Regions from separate parts of the Solanum lycopersicum genome. Here region 1 is linked to region 2. The links are chromatin contacts, called in public HiChIP or PLAC-seq maps. All regions are on one chromosome and are shown on one strand. Each heading gives the region's core, a stretch centred on a gene start, on an enhancer-like site or on the middle of the called end of the contact. The rest is flanking DNA. Distances are from core to core; before and after follow the strand shown.

The links. HiChIP or PLAC-seq counts read pairs in DNA pulled down with a chosen protein or histone mark.
Region 1: a contact with region 2 is called in an RNA polymerase II HiChIP or PLAC-seq map of leaf, with 7 times the contacts expected there. The contact joins the promoter of LOC101246565 here to the promoter of LOC101247958 in region 2. A contact is called at or near these places in 1 of 1 promoter capture datasets (leaf) and 1 of 1 datasets of contacts at active chromatin or transcription factors (leaf).

What each region holds. Positions count from the first base shown.
Region 1 is chr9:62,805,139-62,808,569 of SLM_r2.1, forward strand. It overlaps LOC101246565 (MDIS1-interacting receptor like kinase 2-like), which reads left to right and starts at 1,419. Exons shown (of 2, transcript XM_004247453.5): 1 at 1,419-3,431. The coding sequence starts at 1,850.
Region 2 is chr9:62,591,170-62,594,700 of SLM_r2.1, forward strand. It overlaps LOC101247958 (phospholipid--sterol O-acyltransferase), which reads right to left and starts at 1,405. Exons shown (of 16, transcript XR_011211446.1): 1 at 989-1,405; 2 at 386-521. LOC101266669 (exocyst complex component EXO84B-like) reads left to right here and starts at 1,327. Exons shown (of 7, transcript XM_019215580.3): 1 at 1,327-2,976. The coding sequence starts at 2,680.

The DNA of each region.
Region 1 (3,431 bases), core at 169-2,668, 210 kb after region 2:
TATCTAATATTTTATATTTATTATTGTACATTTTTCTACGAGCTAAGTATTAAATATTAAGGTAGACATGATTTTAGTTAAAGAAAAATCATGCCATTTCACTTGGTCATATAATAATTACGTAGTCAAAGACTAGTACCATTTAGTTAGTATGAATAAAGTTAGTCAATATACTCATAAATCAGCCTATAGCAACTTTTCCTAGACTGGATCGATGAGTTAAAGGTAAGATATATCGTATTATTTTATTTCATCTTTCATATGAAATAATAATTCTATCATATTTTAGTCTGAGATACTCGTTAACTTCAGAAAAAATTATGTTTAAATATGTATATTTTTCTTGAGAAACTGACAAGAACTAAAATATAATAATCATGCACCCAAGAGAAATTTATGAGTGCTCTTATGTCGTTGGTACAAGATGGAGAAACTATTGATGAAACCAGAGTTTGAATTTAACTAAAACCCTTTTCACTATTTTTTTTAGTTTAGCTTAGAGCTCAGATTTTGAATTAAGATAATACTGATACATCCAAAATCTTTAAATTTTAAATTTGCTTCTGACTTTAGTATAATTGTTTTGAGATTAAATAATATCTCGCACTAAATATAAGACAAATTAATTTCAAATTTTATCATCAGCGTATCAAACGACCTCTAACAGTTTTCTTTGGTTCTACTATTAGAAACAACGATTTTTATATCGTAAATGAATCAATTAAAATTTATATTATTAGACATGATTTTATTCATCAAAATAATATTTAGAATAGTTGTTAAATATTTTTCTAAGTGATATTTTAGCTTTGTTCGAGTAAAGCCAAGGTTGTTGAACATTTAAATGTATGTATTGAATATAGCCATCAATTTTGACCCCAACCAGCACATGTATGTACTTTAATCTGTATTTATTTTTCCACTAAAAGATTTTTCAAATTATAACTTGTTGACTGACCAATAAAAGGTCAATCATCCAGCTACTTTAATTCATCATATTTTTAAACCCTCTTGATAAATAAAAATTCTGATTCTAAATGTACAATTATTTCAATAATTTTTTTGTTTGTTGGTTTGTTTTTTGGTGTCATGGATTCAACAATTTAATATAAATAAACGTTTTCATCAGTTTTCACAATTCACACTACCACATGTTGAAGAAAACAAAAAAGAAAATTCATTGACTTGACTTTATTTTTCTTTGATATTGATTTTGAACCAATTTTTTTTTTTAATATACTTATCCTACTTAATTGTTCACCACTCAATTTTTTTATTTTCTGATATATAGTTTTGACCAAAAAAAAAAAAAAGAAAAAAGACAATAAACCGTGTCATTGTCATATCCTATTGGACACTTTAAGCTCTGTATTCCAACTACAAAAAGTACAACATTTTATTTTATTTTATTGGAAATTAACAATTTTAGATTCGCGCTGCGTAGTCTCATTTAGGGGGAAATGCTTGTTAGACGTTTTCATATTCCAAGTTTAAATCTGAGACTTTTGCTTAAGCGAAGAACTACCCCATTTGTTGTATCACATTTTTGTTTCCTACTTGGCGTTCGACGTCTTCATTAGAGTTCCGATAAAATTTGAATCGCACATTTTCTCCATATTCAGGATTTAAATTCGAGGCCGCTAGTTAAAAGTGAAACAGTATCAGCACAACCCAGTACATCTTTTGGTGATACAATGCAACATCTTTGACTTTTTTTTTCTTCTTTTATGATTGTTTTTCCACTACTAATATACACCCTTTTTTTCTCCACTTATATATTAACAGCCCTTTCATATAAAAAAGCACAAGAATGTTGTATTAATTCTTCTAAGAAAACCAAATATTACACATGACAACATTTCATACTAGCTTAGTTTACATTTTGTATGTGCTACTTCTTTTTTCACTTCCATTAAGTATCACATCTTCAGCAAGAACAGAAGCTGAATCTCTTCTCAAATGGAAGAGTAATTTACCTACTACTTCTTTCTTAGATTCATGGTCCATTTCGAATCTCGAAAACTTGTGCAATTGGACATCTATTGTGTGTAATGTTGGTGGAACAATTTCAGTGATCAATCTTTCTGATGCAGCCCTCTCAGGCTCACTTGATCACCTTGATTTCACTTCATTTCCGAGTCTCGTGAATTTCAATCTTAATCAAAATAACTTCAGTGGATCGATACCTTCGAGTATTGGCAATGCCTCATTGCTCACTTTCTTGGACTTAAGTAACAACATCTTGTCAGGTATCATACCTGAAGAGATTGGAAAGTTGAATCAACTTGAGTATCTGAGTTTTTATAACAACAATATCACCGGTGTGATTCCGTATCAGATTAGCAATCTGCAGAAGCTAATGCACTTGGATGTTGGATCAAATTACTTAGAAACTCCTGATTGGTTGAAGATGAGAAGTATGCCTATGTTGAAGTATCTAAGCTTTGGTTACAATGAACTGAGGTTAGAATTCCCTGAATTCATACTCCGTTGTCATAATCTAACATATCTTGATTTATCGATAAATCATTTCAATGGTTCGATTCCTGAAACAGTATTTACCAACTTGATCAACCTTGAAACACTTAATCTTTCATCTAATTCATTTCAAGGTTCATTGTCACCAAATTTTAACAACTTGTCTAAGTTGAAAGAACTTCAGCTAGGTGGTAACATGTTTTCTGGTTTAATTCCTGATGAAATTGGCTTGATCACTAGTCTTGAAGTTGTTGTACTTAACAGCAATTCATTCGAAGGAATGATTCCATCTTCTATAGGTAGACTCATAAATCTTCAAAGGTTGGATCTTCGAACGAACAGTTTGAATTCAACTATTCCTTCTGAGCTTGGCTTTTGTACTAAACTCAATTACTTAGCTCTAGCTGAAAATGACCTGCAAGGGTCATTGCCTTTATCATTCTCCTCTCTTACAAAGTTATCTGAATTGGGGTTGTCTGATAATAGTCTTTCTGGTGAAATCTCATCGAATTTAATCACCAATTGGACTGAGTTGACATCTCTGCAGCTTCAAAACAATTCCTTTACGGGGAAAATTCCACCCGAAACCACTCAATTGACAAACCTTGAATATCTTTACCTCTATCATAACAAGTTCACTGGTTCCATTCCCTATCTGATTGGGAACTTGCAAAACTTGTTAGAGTTAGATTTGTCTGATAACCAGCTTTCAGGCATAATACCTCCAACCATTGGAAATCTGACCAATCTAAAGACGTTGCACCTTTTCCGCAACAATCTCAGTGGAACCATTCCTCCTGAGATTGGAAAATTGATATTCCTTGAAAGCATCGACATCAACACCAACCGACTAAGTGGTGAGCTGCCGGACAGCATTTCTGACCTCAGTGCACTGACGATTATTTCTGTATATACTAATGATTTCTCAGGCAGTGTGCCTAAGGACTTTGGAA
Region 2 (3,531 bases), core at 155-2,654:
TCAAATGTCTAATTCAAATCGATCAACCACTATGTTCTACATTTTCTATCTCTATTTCTCATATTATGTTTCCTAAGGTTGCTTCTGTGAGTATCTTATTGTTTGGTGCAGCTCAAGATAGTAAACCCAGTGGTCTTGTAAGTTCTCCAGGTATTATAAAAAGAAAGCTAGTTCGATAATTTTTGCTAACACATGCTTTAGCACTTGGTGCCTACTGAAGCAGGAAAAGTACTCAGCCGGCTCTGTCATGTGATGACTTAAGATGTTACCAGAGAAAAATCAGTTCAGTTTTACTTCTGTGTAATGGAGGCCTAACATTTTGAATTCCTTATTCCAGTTTAATAGAAGTGCAAATGATAAAACAAGGAGAATAAATCAAGAACACCTGTTATATAACCAGGATCAAGCTCCGTTATTGCAGAAAGGCCACTATCAGGTCGAGACTTGCACTCGTTGTGATCTGTTTGATTGTAAGGATCCAACATCATACACTTCAACCAGCAATTTACAGCAGAAAGAAGCTGTAAGAAATATAAATTATTAACTTACAAGAAGTTACTACTTTTGTATCACAAAAGCAAGATCCATGACTCTAGACAGTTGTTTTTTTATAACTGCAGAAAAAGCAACAACCTCATGAATAGTATCTAGTAACTTGCTAGAAAGAGTATTTCCCCCAAATAGAATCACAAAATCATATCTTTCCATATTATATACCACAAAAATCAAACAAATAGTTAGTTGGGATCGACTATATGAATCGTATTTAACCTTTCCGGATATTCAAGTCCATTCCATTCCAATACAAAAACAAATTTGTCTTTTACCAGATATCTACAAATTACACTTATTCCCAATTAATTAGTATTTGTCTTGTTCTACTCTTAATTAAATCTATATTTTCACTTCATGCATGAAATCTCCAGCTTTGCATAAAATAAACATTGAAACAATATCAATATCTAGAGAGCCAATGTTGAAGATTTACTTTAGTAGTGTCGAGCCAGACTAAATCGAGAGGATTGAAATCGAGAGGAGAATAAGGGCAGTCTAATATTGACCATGCTCTCAGTTGTGTAGACGCGAATCCTGGGATAATAATTCCGGACAGCTTCGAGTAATCGCCGGCGAACTCACCGCCAAGGTTACCGGCGGTAGCTAGGAGAATGAAAATGACGACGAATCCCACGTGTCCTCCTCTCATTGGCTAGAAACAATTTGTTATCAGTTTTTTCACATGGAAATTGTAAACTTTTGGGGACAACTGACTGACTTTTTGCCGCTGGGAATTGGAAAGTTTTCAATGATAAACTTTTATTTTTTTTCTTTTTGGTCGCAGACGAAAACATAACAAAATAATATTTTGTCCGTTTATTATTCGAATTAAACTATTTTGTTTTTAGCCAGATCTTTGGCGTTCGTTCACTATTTAAATATTTGACACCTTTAAAACATGATGATTATTAATACTCACATATAAGTATACACTTTATGTTTGACTCAATGGGTGGTCCACCATCCACGATCTAATATGTAGTTCAGTCTCTGAATTTAATATAAATACTATGGTAATTTATATAGTAGTTTCATTATTATGATAATCTAATTATTAATTATTTTGGAAGGACTAAATGGAGAGTTCGATTTATTAATGAAAATTTGATCATATTCAGGCTTATAATAAAAATTAACAGTAATTGAAATTTTGTATGCATGTTCGAATTTCTTGAGGAAGTAAATGAAATTTATCTCTCAATTTTTAATTATATATTTTGAAATTACAATTAGATTTGATTTCCATTGAGAGTAAAATTTGATAGTAATTTAATATCCTCTCAGATAATTTTTATTTTTTTACTAATTCAAAAATAAGTTTCTGCTTTTACTTGTCATTTTTAATCCATAAAAAAAATTACCATATTTTCATGTTATATCCTTAATATTAATTACGTGTTTTCGAATCATTTTCCAAGTTCAACTATCAAACATCAATAATAGAGATACCCTAGTAAAATAACCATATTAAGTATTATTTTTTCATAGATATGTAAAATAAAGTAAGCGGAGAAAATAAATTAAAAAGTTAATACTTTTGAACAAGTGCAAATCCTTTGTTGTTAATATTAAATTTGACAATATTCAAGACGAATTGATGTCAAGTTTTGATAGCTAGGGTGATATTCTTCATTGATATAAAAGTCAAGATAACAACTCTGTAGGTGAAATTTAGGTAAACCATGAAATATTTTCACAAGTTAAACTTTGATATTTAAACACATTGTGATGTCATGGATGGTAGAAGAATTCACTTCTATAAACAAATAGGTCTTTATTCATTTGTAACACACCTCTCATTTGTCTACCTATTTTCTTAACACATTTGATCTTCTTTCTCTTTTGTACTATTTCACTTGTATTTTTTTAAAAATGAAATAAAATATTAATTGATTGTGTCCGAGCATGCAAAATAAAATAAAATTTTACCGACCCACGTAAATTTTAGTATATAAACAGTTATTTTTTTTCTTCTAATTTTGAGATGGTATAAGGAAGAAGAAGTCGTATAATAATATCGAGGCAAATAATAAGAAATGCCGGCAGAGGAAATAATAGCAGAAAGGAAACGTGAAATCCAAAAACAATAGAAATTCAATTCTTGCCATTCTCCGTCGTTCATCTATGTTTATTCGGCAGTTTCTAACGTCAAAATCAAAGCTTTTTACTCCATATTTACCAAAATTTCAATCATCATATTACACAACAAACAAAGCTTGTTTAATTCGTTGTATCACTATTTCGTCCAATACATATTTTCTCATGAATACTGTTACTGTTGCTTCTTCAACATCAAGGTTTCGGTTTAGGGATATTCCCGCCGATGACGATTCAACTGATGCTCATTCCGTCTCTGATTTTTCCTCTGTTTCCAGTGATTTTGATGCTGATAATACAGAGCTTCAGTCCATGACTGCTAAGGTCTCATTTCCTTGAATTTTTTTTTTTTATTTGATGCTCGATATTTGATCACAAAAATTTCTACTCTGTCTTTCATTTAAAATTACAACATTCAAATATCTTTTTACTTTCCGTGTCAAATCAAAGTTACACAAAATAAATTAAAACAAAAAGTGTATAGCCGTTTATAGCCATATTTCATTGTAAAAACTAGTTTTTGTTTTACAAAATGAAAATGAAAATTTGATTTGTGTTTGACTATGAATACACGTTTTTCAATTTTTTGCGAGTCATGTGAGGTGAAAAAAGTTCTTTTATATTCTCCAAATTTCTGAAAATTTTAAAAGTTAAATTTCAAAATTTAATAACTAAACATATTTTTCGGAGTTCAGCTTCAAGAAAAAAAAATTAAAAAAGTTGCATAGCCAAAAGCCACCAACTTGCTATGAATAGTTACTTCTTGTTGTATATCACCGAAAAAATTATATAATGGATAGTGCACAAATTTTATGAAACTTTTACTAAAGGTGTGGCCATTACATTAGGATATTTTTCTTTTAAAAAATTATTTTTGTC